Linked DNA regions of Mus musculus: region 2 is linked to region 1. Evidence: chromatin contacts called from public Hi-C data. All regions are on one chromosome and are shown on one strand. Each heading gives the region's core, a stretch centred on a gene start, on an enhancer-like site or on the middle of the called end of the contact. The rest is flanking DNA. Distances are from core to core; before and after follow the strand shown. Region 1 has its middle 22 kb from the start of Gm41112. Region 2 overlaps Zmiz1 (zinc finger, MIZ-type containing 1).

The links. A called contact is a pair of places that touch in the nucleus more often than the background predicts.
Region 2: a contact with region 1 is called in a Hi-C map of epidermal suprabasal cells, with 4 times the contacts expected there. The contact joins two enhancer-like sites. A contact is called at or near these places in 1 of 15 datasets of contacts at CTCF or cohesin (large pre-B cells), 1 of 484 Hi-C or Micro-C datasets (epidermal suprabasal cells), 1 of 115 datasets of contacts at active chromatin or transcription factors (embryonic basal ganglia) and 1 of 9 other capture datasets (embryonic stem cells).

Annotation. Positions count from the first base shown.
Region 1 is chr14:25,025,214-25,032,376 of GRCm38.p6, reverse strand. No RefSeq gene overlaps it. Among named protein-coding and RNA genes, the nearest start is that of Gm41112, 22 kb to the left of the region's middle. Within about 2 kb of position 4,671, at least 7 of the 459 cell types and tissues checked have an H3K27ac peak or open chromatin away from gene starts, as enhancers often do. A contact at or near this core is called in epidermal suprabasal cells, where this site is marked.
Region 2 is chr14:25,629,405-25,636,444 of GRCm38.p6, reverse strand. It overlaps Zmiz1 (zinc finger, MIZ-type containing 1), which reads right to left. Exons shown (of 24, transcript NM_001310666.1): 7 at 428-572. Among named protein-coding and RNA genes, the nearest start is that of Gm52102, 28 kb to the left of the region's middle. Within about 2 kb of position 1,829, at least 79 of the 459 cell types and tissues checked have an H3K27ac peak or open chromatin away from gene starts, as enhancers often do. A contact at or near this core is called in epidermal suprabasal cells, where this site is marked.

The sequences.
Region 1 (7,163 bases), core at 3,422-5,921:
CTGCCTCTTTCCAAGCTGCATCATGTTGGAATCTTCAATAAGCCGAATCCAGGAGTGCCCTTCCTACACCCCATCTGCTGGGAACAGGCTTCAAGTCTCTCCCTGCTTCAGAGCACGGATCAGGCACAGCCCAGGGCATGATTTGTTTTCTCTACGTGTAGTGCCTTCAACAGTGGTTAATTTATAAATTAGGCACCATGAAAGATGAGGCACAACAACTGGTAACAAAACGGAGCAGTTGTAACAATATATTGTAGCGAGTTATGTGAGTGAGCTGCCTCTCTTTTGCTCCCTCTCAAACTATTTTTTTAATGCGGCATTTAAGCACAAGCCCTCATATGGCAATTGACCTGAGAACTAAGAAGACCATGAAATGACTAATGGGTGGATAGTGGATGTAACATGTATTCACCGGCTGTAGGAATGATTCATAACTGGGCAAAGCAGAGTCGGGCAATATAAGATTTCATCATGCTACTCCGAATGGCACAGAATACATTAAAAAGCCTGTGTGCAGTCTCTTTCTGTAATTTTTTTTATTTAGCATTTTCAGATTGTGATTGGCCAACCGCAAGTTTACTTGTCAAGACAAGGGAAGCCATAGACAGCAGGCTCTACTGTACTCAGGTTGGAATCTTAGCTCAGCCGCCTGGCATCTGGGTGACCTTGGGTAAACTACCTACAGGCCATCCCTCTATGTCTTCCTTCCTTTTCAGGATGAGCAGCACGGGCCTGCCTGTAGGGCCCCACTCCTGGCTCATTCCGAAGGTGGGAAGATGCGGGAGAGGTATGTCCAGCTGACTTACTTGAGATAGGCGTTGTTCTCAGATGACCTTCATTGTCATGAGGGAAATAGTTGACTGCTTTTCCCAGAAATCTGAGTCCACTGGGACACCACCATCCTGCCTCAAACCCTCAAGTAGTCCTGTTACCCGAAGGACAGAGTCCCTGGGGGCTGAAGGAGACATGGGGCCACATCCCACAAAGCCATCTGGGCCTCCTTCCCACTGTGCTCTGGAAGATGCTCGCCCACCTCCTCCCATGCCGGGATCACATGGCCTGACCTGGAGTCTGTGAGCAAGGCTGTACTATCTGTTCTCCTCCATTTGATACTCACTCATCTTCTAAGCCCAGCGGAAGTCCCGGATACGTGTCAGCTCCGCTGGCTGCCTTCTGTGCTCCAGGTGAAGTTGCTGCCGTTTCTGCTCCTTGTGCAGTCTATCTGCCCTTGCCTCTATTTACCCTCTGTGCCTGACACACACCAGAGAATCCTTTTGTACAATGACACCTGGTGGTTGAATTTGGGATCCCTTATGTATCCTCTATGTCGTGTGTGTGTGTGTGTGTGTGTGTGTGTGTGTGTGTGTGTGCATGTGTATGTGTGTGTATGTATGCATGCTTGTGTGTGTGTGTGCATGTGCCTGTGCCTGTGTTTGTACATGTCTGTGTGTGTGTATGCCTGTGCATGCTTGGGTGTGCCTGTGTATATGTGCATGTGTGTGCAATGTGCATGTGTGTGAGTGTGTGTGTCTGTGTGAGTGTGTGTGTGTGTGTGTGTGTGTGTGTGTGCATGAGTGTGTGTGTGTGTGTGTGTGTGTGTAGGGGTGGTATTGGGTGGTAGTGGCCAGCATGCAGAGTGTCAGAACCAGTAGCTCATGCTGGGAACCCATCCTAGGGGAGAGACTCACCTGCATGGCATCCAGCATCCGGTGCTCCTGAGTGCAATCCTTGAACTTGGGCTGAACTCTGCCCAGGAGCATCACCCTGGGAAAAGAAACTGCATTTGCATTGATCCCCTGCAAAGCCATTCTCTTTAGGATCATATATTGTTCCTTCTTGACATGGAACCTGGGTAACAGCAGTGCCCTCCCTCCCTCCTTGCTTGCTATGTAAATATGGGGCTCCTTGAAGGATATTTATTGGCCTGCAGAAAAGATGCGGGGGAATTCTGCTCTCTAGGTGAGTGATAAAAAGAGCAGCCAGCGGATGTGTTCACCAGCTTATTTACCACAAATCTCTTATTTATGGCCTCATAACCTTCTGATGGCCTGGTTCCCCTCCCCATCCACCTGCTTTTCTTCCCAGATGGAGAAATGTGCTGAGCTGAGGACTATTTGTCCAAGGTTCCTTTCTGCTTCTAGTTTCGACAGCTGGAGCCAGACCGATTGATTTCCCTGGGACTACGTGGATGCTGATGAGGGCTGGGGCATGATTTTCTTGCTGCAGAATGTGGCATAATATGGTCGGACAGATGGTGTTTGGGGTCCAGCCTATACTGAGCACCCTCTGGCTGGGTCCTGTGCAGGCCACATACTTGCTTTAGTCAGTTCTCAGCAGTCCCATGAGGATGCGATGTGTCCCCAAACCAAACTCATTATAGACTTAAGACCCCCCCCCCATTATGTAGCCAGTAGAACTGTACCACCACTTATATACCCTTACCTGGGCAGCCTCCTAGGGTCTCTTGCTCATGCAACAGGAAGCTGAAGCTCTGTTGATAACATCCCCTTACACCCCCTAAGTTGTATGCCAGTGTGGCCTTTGTCCAGGCCAGCTCCTACAATCCTAGTCTGATACTGCTGCCACACGGGCATTCTGAGCTCCTGTGTTTAGTTCTTGATCCATTCTTGCCCATGGGTTCCTGAGCAGACTTTCCAAGCTCATGCTGGCCAGGTTACTCACTGCTGGGTTATTTAGACAAACCCTTGACCACAGTACTTAGACTTCTGGGGGGAAGCAGAGTGTTGTCTTTGAAGAGCAGACCTATCGTGGAGTCAGCCGTCAGTAGTCCTGAATGACTGCTGGATCCCATGTGGCTCTCTACCTCCTCCTGGTTGGTAGCCTCTCAGTCTAGCTGTTGCTTACTTCTCTTGAATGCCTTCTACCTTTCTCCCTTCTTACCCCCAGCCTCTCTCTTGACCTCAAGGCTCCTTTCCTAAGTCACCTCCTTTTGCATCTTCAAGACAACTTTCTTGAAAGTTGGGCCAGACGCCTGTTTTACTTTCTTTAGGTCAATGAAACAGAGAGCCACAAATCCATGTAGGTTAAATAACAGAGATTTATCTTTCTACCATCCAGGAGGCACAAAGGGTGAGTCCAAGGTATTGAGCATTTTGGCTCTCTGGTGGCTATGAGATAGTTTGCATACCCATCTCCCTCCTAGCTTGCTGGCACTGCATTCCTACACCAGCCTCTGATGTCCTAGGGCCGGTCTTCGCCCTGATTCTGTTTCCCCTACTCTATCTCTTATAAGTACATATATCACTGGATACTGCAGAATGACTTTATCTAAATAATCCTCATGTTAACTGCACCTACAAAGATCCTCTCTCTAAATGCGACCAAGTAAGGTGACGTTCATGGTACTAGGCATACATCTGGGGACCGTGCCTCTCTTCTGTACCACACATCAGAAGGGCACTCACTCTTGGTTTCTTTCTCAGCATGAAGGCCATGGTCTGACTCCCTAGCATTGAGCTCTGGTGAGCTGGCACAGGACTTGTCTGCCCCAGCACTTGTCACTGTATGGCTCATGGACAAACATAACTAACAAAAGGACAGTGTATGCATTGGATGTTTCTTTCTCTTTGTACCAAAAAACCAGCCCAAGAGGAAAGCAAGGTGGGCCTAAGGCTGTGAAATAGATTGTGGTGATAGAAATTGGTTACTGCTATTTTGGTAAATGCTTAGGGATTCTGTGGAACATGTTTTTAAAGACTCCGCTGTGCCAAGACTGACCAGCTAGAGGGACACCATTGTGCCAGGTGGATATAGTTCCTTGAAAGATCCAGTAGGGACTTGCTTTTTGCCCATTATCTTCAGATTCCAGGGAGAGGGACATTCATGCTTGCTGGTCATGCCTTCATGTAAGCCCTAGGTATAAATACTTACCACATTTCACAGGAGAGGCATGTGGGGGTTCAGGAATACAAAAGACACAGATTACAATGAGCATAAAACAGGGCAACTAGTCATATCTAGACCCCTGACATGTTCTTTCCCTCTGAGGAGCCTCTGTTGGGAAGAGCAGTTTGTTTTGGAAGTTTCTGACTAGGCAGTTAGTTCGGACTTTCCTCTCAGCGTGTGAAGGAATCTCCCAAATCTACATTCTCCAGGTTTCTTTCTTGTGACTTGGAATTGTTCAAGACACTCTCTGCTTGGTTGGCATTATGAAAGTTAGCCAAAGGACAATAAAAGCATGCCTGCCCTCTGCACAACAGGTTTCTTGATCTTGCTGGAACCTCTATCCTGAAGCTCCAAAGAGGGTTCCCCTTGTTCTCATCATTAGGGAGGTGTCCTGATCTGGTGACTTCTATCTGATGGCTGCATGTTCCTGCAAATACTCTTTAGTATCTTGCAACAGTCCCTCAACAGGAAAAACCAGAATGACAGCGTCAACCTTCTTGGAGCACCAAGAGAAGGGAGCAGAATGGTATGTGTCCCTTCCATTGGGAGTGTCAGCATCCTCTGTGACCAAAAAAGCCTCTGGGCAAAACACTCTACAGGATGCCCCCTCAGACTGTCCTCTAGCAGCCTCTGGTGAGCTGATAGGGGCTCCTGCTGCCTTAGAGGGGATGGAACAGAGGTTCAAAGTATTAAGGACCCACCCAAGAGTCCACAACTCTTAAGGGGAAGAGTCAAGATGCTCTTGTGCTTTAATGCCAGTTGTGCCTTCCACTCCCTTCTAGACGCCAGAGGCGTCCACTGTGCTAGCTGCGTGCAGTTCTTCTTGTGGGTGTGGTTACCTGTGGAAAAAGCGACCAGGACAGTTGCTGGATATTCCTGGTCCCCTGGGAATGGACGTGTCTAGTTACTACTAAGGTGGTGATGGGGTGCTCAGAACAGGAACCCCCATCTCGCTGGAGTGATCTGTGGGTGGGAATACCTGACTTTAAGAGGCAGATTCAAGACAGGTGAGCCAAGTAGATAGGCCAGAGAGAAAGCTAGCTGTGGCAGGGAGAGGAGCCTGCATATGCTCAGGAGCTGGCCTGTAACCCAGACTGCCAAGTATCTGGAATGGCAAGGAGTGGGTTTGCCTGGAATCCTGAGTATCAGGCAGGGTGAGGACCACATGGTGCAGATGGTGAGGTGGAAGGAGAAGGTGCCAGGCCCCGGGAGGCTGCAGGACAGCTGGGAGTCTGGAGCATGGGCAGGTGGGAGAACAGAACGGGTTTAAGCAGGAGGAACGTGTTCACATTTATTTTTTTCAAAGGATTATTCTGGATGCTTTATGTGGATCAGGGCCAGGTTTTGGGAGGTGAGAGGTGGTAAGGACTTGGGAAATGTAGAAACTGGCAGAAATGCCGAAATAAAGTTGGAAGCTATTCGGGGGTATAAAAACAGCAGGAACTTTCAAATTCAGGAGGGGAATGCAAGAGCAGAGGGCACATAATGGCTCCCAGGACACCTGCTTGATCCTGGCACAACAGTGAGATGACTTGAACACAAGGCAATCAGCTTCCCACGGCTGATGTGGAGGCCTGGGCTGCCCACAGTGGGGATGTGCAGTGGGGACCTGGCTCTCTTACTCAGGGAAAGAAGTGGGAGCGCCAGCTTGAGGTGATGTACTGGAAGGCTCACATAACAAGCAAGGGGAGGACCTAGCTAATAAAGGTGCCAAGGAGCTAGAGAGATGGCTCGGAGGTTAAGATCACTCGGTGCTCTTGCAGAGGACCTGGGTTCTATTGCCAGTATCCACATGGCTCACACATTCATAACCCTAGTTGCTGGGTATCCAACAGGCATGCACATAGTGCACCCTTGCTACACATGCATGCTGTAAAAACATTCATATATATATAAAGTAAATTAATAAATCTTAAAAAAATTAAAGTTAAAAAAATAAGTGAAGATTCTAGAAGGAAGACCACGGTGGGGAACCCAGTAAGGGTCAATAAAGGTGAGCGACTAGAAAGATTTCAAGAGCAGCCAATGACGTTAGGTCCAGTGTCACAAAGACCCTGTGAAGTAAGGCACATATCACTGGACTCCACCCTTCAAGGGCCAGTCTGCAATTGTCGAGGTCAGATACGAACATGGGTGGAAGTGGATGCCAAAGGAAGGACAGAGCAGCTAGGAAGTGGATGTGGAACCCCTTAGTGTAAGCTCTTTCCCAGGGTTGAAGGAGAGAGGAGAGGCACAGCTCATGGAGCCACATGCAGGGAAGTCCCTTTCTTTTAATGTCATTCATCTCTAGTTTCATGGAGGAAGCTTGCATAAAGATGCTTGGCTTGTTCAGTCCTCAGCAAGACGTGGCCTGAAGCCCATGAAGGCTTACTCAGTGGATGCAGTGAACATAGGACCTCTCCCTCCCTCGTCTTCAGAGATGCTTGCCTAGGGGTTGTGATTCAGCCCGAAACCGGGGTTTCCCTCCCTACATCTGGCTTCTCCCTATTACCTTTCTCAGTCTTTAGCATTCCACAAATGCTCATCTGATCATTGATTTCCCTAGCACAACAATTCCAGGGTGGCCTGACTTATTCAAGCTTGAGAGTCAGCACATGAAACCAGGGTTGGCACACGTTAGAACTGAATTTGACCTTAGGCTCTGGAGACCACTGATGGTTACTTACCACACGTCCTTTGGTTTCTGTTGATGTGATTAGACACAATTAAATCAACTCGAAGGGGAAAGCATTCATTTTGTCTTATAGGTTACAGTCTACCATCAAAGGAAGCCAGGGCAAGAAGAGCTCAGATAGGAATGGGAAGGCAAGACCTGAAGCAGAGGCCATGGAAGGACACCCTGTACTGGTTTGCTCTCTATGGCTTGCTCACTTTGCTCTCTTATTCAACCCCCACTTTGGGCTGGATCCCCCTATATCAATTATTAATCAGGAACATACCTCACAGATATGTCTACAAGCCAGTCTGATGGAGACAGTTCCTCAATTGAGGGTGACTCTAGTTTGTGTCAAGTAGACAAATCCTGCCCAGTACACACCACGGGATGTATCAGTTGTCTTCAGGTTAGAGGGGAGCTTCCTAGCAGCAGAAAGAGACCGGGATTGGAAGATGACTATGAAGAAGACAGGGGCTGAAGGACTTGGGGCCAATCAAGGGATTGCTGCTGGAGTCTGAGTTTCAAATCTCTTCTACCCCTTCCTTCAGGTCCATTGCTGACACCACCACAGGCAGTCTGGTTGACCATATGGCTGCAGATA
Region 2 (7,040 bases), core at 580-3,079, 610 kb before region 1:
CTGGCCAGTTCCTAGGTGCTTGCCAGTCTTGCAAGCCTGTTCCTGCCTAGGATCTAGGGTTTTGGCAGACCCAGCTCAGTTTCACTTGTTCCAGTATAATGGGTGTGGCCTGGTTCTGCTCTACAGTGAGGTGAGGCCATAGCCCTGGAGTGTCCTGAGACCCAACTGGCTTTCAGTTTCCCTGAGAGTGCTTAAATTCCTGCTTTGGTTAGAGGGAAGGCTCCAAACTCATGATTCTTAATGTTCTATAGAGGCATCTGAAGGACAAGGTGGGGAAAAACGTCTTCTCATCCCTGACTGACGGGAAGACGCAAGCCATTTAGGAGGATTTAAAGGCCAACTGCTTCTCAGAGGCCCCGCCCTAGGTATTACACCACAGGAGGTCCCCACCCCCAGACCCCAGGCCAGAAGGCACCTGGATGCTCACCTGTGCGACAGAGTGGGTTTCATGGAGCTCATGGAGCTGAGGGGGGGCTGCATGGGCAGTTTCCCAGGGGGGTCGTTCTGGCGGCTCTTCTGATGTCGCAGCAGCAGCAGGCGGCCAAGTTCTTCACACCAGGAGGACAGCAGGGCTGCAAGCAAAGACAGATGGTCAGTGGACACACTCGAGCCCCCTCTGCATCCTTCCCAGACGTGGCGTTTATGAGGCCGGTTTTGCTCCTGGGAAATTTCTAAGGCTTCCTGGTAGGCCTCAGTGTTTTAAACTATAAAATGGACCAAAGGCAAAATCAGAATCATTTGTGACACGAGTCCACTACAAGGGCCAGCTGGAATGGCCACCAGGTTGAGAGGCCCCAAAGAACAGTCCCGACAATGAAGAGAAGACGGAGCCAAGGGTGAGATGAGGGGAAAAGGCCAACAGAGGCCTTGGATCAGGGTATGAGCAGGCACTTCTAGGGAACCCCATTACCACATACTCAGGACATTTAGTGCTCCCATGGGTGTGTTAGAAACTGTAAAGTGTAGACATAACTTAGAGCTTTCTTGGAGTTGCTGAAGACCCAGAAGCATTCGCTAGACTCTGAAACCCCCCAGCCAGAACTCTCCTGTTGAGTACACATCAACCTTAGACAGACCGACCGACAGACAGACAGACAGACATGCACGCACTCACTCTCATTGGACTCAAATGCTTGGAAGGATTGAAGGTTTCCATAGCAGAGGGTGGTAGTGTGTGAGTGTGAGGTGTGAGTGTGTGTGTGTTTGCACTAGAGACAGCCAAGGCAGCATGTGCAAGAGTCTCTGCCACCAGCCCAAGACTACAGTGACCAATGCAGGGGGAAAGAATTGTCCTCTCTTCATCCCAGTGTCACCACTAGGGACTAAAAGTTTCCTTAAGGTCCTTTCAGGATACAGCCAAGTTTAGGAAAGGGACAAGGTTAAGGCTGGGCTTGTCACCACATCCCCTGTAAGTCTCAGAGTACTTGGAGATAAATCGGGGTGTGGCTCCAGCCGCAGATGATGGCCTTGTAGGACAATGAGAGGAGAGGCCCTAGGTCCTGTGAAGGCTCTATGCCCCAGTGTAGGGGAATGCCAGGACAGGGAAGCAGGAGTGGGGGTGAGGGGTGGGATGGGGGGTTTTCAGAGGGGAAATGAGAAAAGGGGATAAAACTTGCAATGTAAATAAGGAAAATGTCTATTAAAAAATATTTTTTTTCACCAAAAAAAAAAAAAAGAAAGAAAGAGAGAAAAAAAAAGAGGGGTATGGATTTTTGTCACTCAGTGCTCAAAGCCAGAGTGACTTTCCAGAGGTCGAGTCAGCGTCCCTGCTCTGGAAAATCTGCCTTCAGCAGATAAGCCGCAGTTGACCTTCCTCTCTTGACTCCTCCCACTTAAATAAGGAAGCTGAAGTCAGCACTGCTAACACTGGGGGACATGCCCGATGCAATCTGACCAGGAGTGCTGGGTGCTTCAAGCTGCCAGGCCCTGCACGGGTCCTCTCTCAGCCCACAGCTCCGACGGCTATCACTGGGGCCGTGCCACCAGGTGCTTGCTCATCTTGCCAGTGTCCAAAAGCTCCTGACCAAGGATGGAAGTGGGACTGTAGCCCTCAGGAGAGCACCCGTGTCTCCCCTAGAGGCTGGTGGATATGCTGATGCAGCTTGTCCTTCTCTGTGGGTGTTCTCAGTGTCACCAACACAGGGAGGACCCTGCCCCTGGCACGCATCTGCTGGGAAGCCGGTGAGGCTCCTAGTGGGTGCCCAGTGTTCAAGCGTGCCAGGAGGGAAAGCCGCCTATCCAGAAAGGCTGGATCAGGAACAGGTATGTTTTCAGATTGCTCCATTCTTTCTCTGGGCCTCGGTTCGGCTTCTTGCACAGAGGAGCAGGCACCTAGAAGCTCATTTGCACGCCAAGCACGAGGCCCACAGGGTTGCAGCTCTAGGAGGCTTGCTGCCAGCACAAAGGATGGATGCCGACCGGCTGCTTGTGACACGCCTCACTATCTTAGCCCTGCCCTCTGGGTACCAGCCAGGCTGCTGTGGGATTTAGGGTTTTCCTTGGTTACCGGAGGCTGCCCTACAGGTAAAGGGCAAGGTTGTTCACTATCCCAAGTGGACTGGTTTCTGGAAAGATAATGAAGGCATAGGACTGGCAATGGAAATGGGAAGGAGGTGTTTGTTAACTATGTCTTCTCATGCCTGGAAGGCCACAATCCAGTGACCAGGAGGGAAAGAGGGGTGACACAGAGAACCCTCCTCCCCCTACCTTGGCTAAAAGCCTGGGGAGCACAGAGCTTGAGAGCAGCCCCCTCACAATGGGCAGGAGCAATGTGCATGCCTACGAAGGCTTGAACGGACAGGGGCTATGTGGAGACAAACACCACATGGAAATTTGCAGCCAAAAAGGGAGTATGGGTCTGTTTACAGACAGGCCAGGCAGGAGCCCATGGGGCTGCAGTGCTCCAGCCTGGTGGGACCAAGCACACTTTGATCTGGGAAGGCCTAGCTGCTTCCTGAAGGTCAGTTTTGCCTGCTTGTCCTGTGTACCAGTGGCAGGTAAGGCTGCCCCAGGATGGGCAACAGAGACTGTTCTGGTCCTAATTTACACCCTTCTCTGTGGTAGATAGGTCTGAAGTGCTCTATCAACTGTCTAGACAGCCAGCACTGTTGCCACTCGTCTTATCCTAAGAGTCTCACTCCCAAGTTGACTACAGCCAGGAGCAGTGTCCACAGAAGCCCGTGATCTAAGACCTGGCACTCAGAGGCATGACCACAATGGCACCCACTGCTTCCTCTTCTCCCGATGGACCCATGGCAGGGTTCGACTGTCCCGAGAGCAGAACACATCAAGCCACAAACTGTCTTTTGTCTACAGTGCCTGGAGAACAGTCCTTAGAGGCCCCTTCCTTACGCCCACCTGGAGCAGCAGGCCTTACACCACCCATGTCCAAGCACTGAAACGGGTAGCCCTGGGAGTCTGGCCTCTCAGCCTGGAGGGAGCCAGTTTCCTCACTAGCTCATCAGAACATTCCACCAAGTGTCCCAGCTAATATCACCACGAAACAGTGGGACCCACATTGGAGCCCAACTGTCTACTCCAAGTCTCAACCCAGATTTCAAACTGTTTCCAAACTTCTCAACATGGTATACAAAGATGCATAACCCAATACATCTAAAATGATCATCAAATGAGGGCTGGCAAGATGGCTCAAGGGTTGACGGCTTGAGTTCCACCCTTGAGACCCACATGTTGGAAGGAGAACAGACTCCTTCGTATTGTCTATTGTCCTCCTCATGTCACACACACACACACACACACACACACACACACACACATGGATATATATACAAATAGATGTTAATAATTTAAAAGGAGATCCATTGACCATCTGGGGACAGGTGTCACTGTGTAGCTTGGATGACCCAGCACTCACTATGTTATGTAGATCATGCTGGCCTTGAACTTCAAGTTCTGCCTGCCTCTATTTATTGTTGAGATTAAAGGCATATGCCATCAAGTGTGTGGCTCTCCACAAAAATGAACTAGCATTTTGTTACTAGGTTCCCTTCCTATTCATTCTCACCTTAGGTGCCAAGCGTCTGATCGCCCACCTATATTAATTTGACAAAGAGCTGCTGAACACTTACTGAGTGTAGAGCTTCCTGCACTAGATAGGATGCCCTGTATAAGCCAGCAAGCAAGGAGGCAACTCTGTGCACTGTGCACACTCCTCTGGCAGTATTCAGGGGTCAGCTGTATTCAGGGTAAGGGACAATCACAGATCCAAACAGTTCCACCTGACTTCCACGCAACTGTTAGCTAAGCACTCACGTGCTCTCTCTGAACCTTTATCTGTTGATGAGTATGACCCTGATGCCTGCTCTTCAGGATATAAGGTGCTTAAAACAGTAGCTTGTAGGTAGAGGGGTCTATGTAGCATTGTGGCCCCAGAAACCTATCACTCACCATGTGAGCAGTGGGAGACAACACCCTGAGAAACTAGACCACCACTAGGTGACACCTAAACAAGGTCCCAGGGCAGCTGTGAGGGTGGTCTGAGTCAGCACTCTGAAGTACAGGAAGACTGCGGACCCATGGTACGCTCATCAGATGATGAGCATCAGCCCCCAGAGTTGACAGAGCTACAATAAGGAAGGCTCTGAGGCCTTGCTGTGTCTGTCTACTTCTGATCTCTGAGCAGAGTGCAGAGCCAATGTCCTGGGTGGGTATGGGCTCCAGACACACATGGGAGACCTGTGGGTAGACGGAGGCCTCGGGGCAGATGATGACGCCACCTGCTCACTCAGTACAGGCTCTGCATTCCGCCCTGTCCCTCCCTTCTTGCCCGAGCTGCCAAGGGGCAGAGGAAGGACAGCCAGTGTCCTACTGTGAGACAGGAAGAGAAGGGCCATTTCCTATCCAGGTGAAGCTGTGCCTCTTCAGCGGTTGCCCCAGAAAGACAGTTTGCTCTCCTGTGTCTCTGAGGACATAGCTAGGATCCTCTGTACCAGTGGTACTGGGGAGAGCAGTAAGCACGGCATGCCCATGACTACTGAAAACTAAAGCATACAGGAAAGACACACGGACTGGTGACTGACTGGGTCCCAGGAAGTGGGTCTGAGGGGATATAGAAGAGCCAGGTTCCCCACATCTACCTCTTCAAGATCTTTCTAGCAACTACTCTCACAAACAGGTACTATCACAATGTCCTTTAGGGCAAGGAGGGGAACAACGGGAGAGGCCCCGAAGACTGGAATGCAGAGCCCTAGGCACCGAGCTCGTGACCGACCCTAGGTGTGCCTCCCCTAGGGGCAGGGACAGGCCCTGAATCTGCTTCTTTTTCTGCACCTCCCAGAGGAGATCAGAGGAGGCAGAAGCAGCAAGGCTCTAATTTGGGGAACCACCTGGACACCTGGCGTTGTTCGGAACTTCAGAGATCAGCTTTTGGGGGCCAATGAGGATAGGATCCAGTTGGGGTACAGGGGAACAGAGGCTGGATCTCAGCATCTAAGACAGTGAGTACACAGGGTCATAGGAAAGGTTGAACCTCACTAGTCTGGGTTGGGCTTGAGCTTGAAAAGGAGCAAATAAACCAGAGGGAGCCAGATCTCTGGGCAGCTTGGCAAGGTTTAGATACAGGCCCAGGCTGCTCAGTGCTTTAAGATCCAGGAACTGGGAAGGACCAGATGCAGGGAGGAGCCTGAGGAGCAGTCTGGAGAGCAGGGAGGTAAGAGACAAACAGAGGCTTTGTCCACCCTGCTGCCAGCAGGGAATGCACAGTGAGACAAGGAGACTCTGAGGAGCACAAAACATTTCCATGGCTAGAAGGCACCAGGGGAGAAGGTTGTGTGTGTGGAGGGGGCAGTAGAGATAGGAGGGGTGGCTTCTGAGTCCCTCAGGCCACCAAGGATGGACTCTGAAGTAGCCAGGAAGAGACCGTCAAGAGACAAGGGATTCCTCCTTCACACATCCTAGGAAGGAAAGAATGCAAGGAAGGGCCATTCCTCCAATAAATAGCTCAGTCACGCATTTCAGGTGCACAGGGGACGATGACACAGCAGCAGGATGAGTTAGGCACTTCCTGGTGAGTCAGAAAGCTACCAACATGGCCACTCTAGTCCCCCGAGCACACCTACCTATCTCAAGAATATGTACCAACATGGTGTGTTGATCGTCTCAGCAGCCTGCTCTCCTTACACCTTCTCTACTACAAGCTCTGCAATGCATCAGAGCAGGCCCACCCATCATGTGCCTGTCTCCCAACGTGTCTGTCACCAACCCACCCTGCTTTGGATAGACAGGATAAGCTGAATGGAAGCAAATGGGGCCAGGAGACAGGCTACCCAGGGGTTAGACATGAGACTGGAGCGGCCCCTTGCATAGTCCTAGCACTTGGCATAGCATTTAGTAAGAACTACGCAGCCAACACATGACTAACAGGTTGCAGTGCGGCACAGACAGAAATAGCTCGGTACATGAGAGTATGGGAGACGGTCAGTCATCAAGCACTCCATCTGAAAGCCAGGCTGTAGAGCTGGTGCAAGGCCCCTCCCGGACTGCAAGCCAGTCTCCATGGCACTGTCACCAGATAAAACCTATCACAGAGTCCACTGACACATTTCATGCCATGCATAGCCACGGACGGCTAATGAGACTTTATAAATATAAGCCTCTTACAGAAACAACAGCGTAGGTGACTTAAGGACAGCTGCCACCTTCATGTCATCTGTCCTGGCACCAGTGCTGATGGTGTCTGTACATCCACTATGTGGTACCCACAGAGGAAAGGCCACCTCTTATCCCTCTAGGTGGGGCCAGATCACACTCTCACCTTCTCCTCTTTCATCTCCCAAGCACAAAGTCTTGGTCCCAAAACCAGGTGGCTGGGAGTCTCTAGCCTGGGCTGGCCACTCTAGAACGTATCAGGGATTCACAGGCCTCGGCTCACCCCTTCATTCTGCGTGTGAAATGGTGAGACAGCAAAACTCCTCTTGTTTACAGACAAGGATCTGAGGATTCTCGAGGCAATAGACCAGGCTTAACTGTGGAAGCTCACAGGAGAAGCATCAGGCTTCCTCCCTCCTGAGGTCAACATTAAA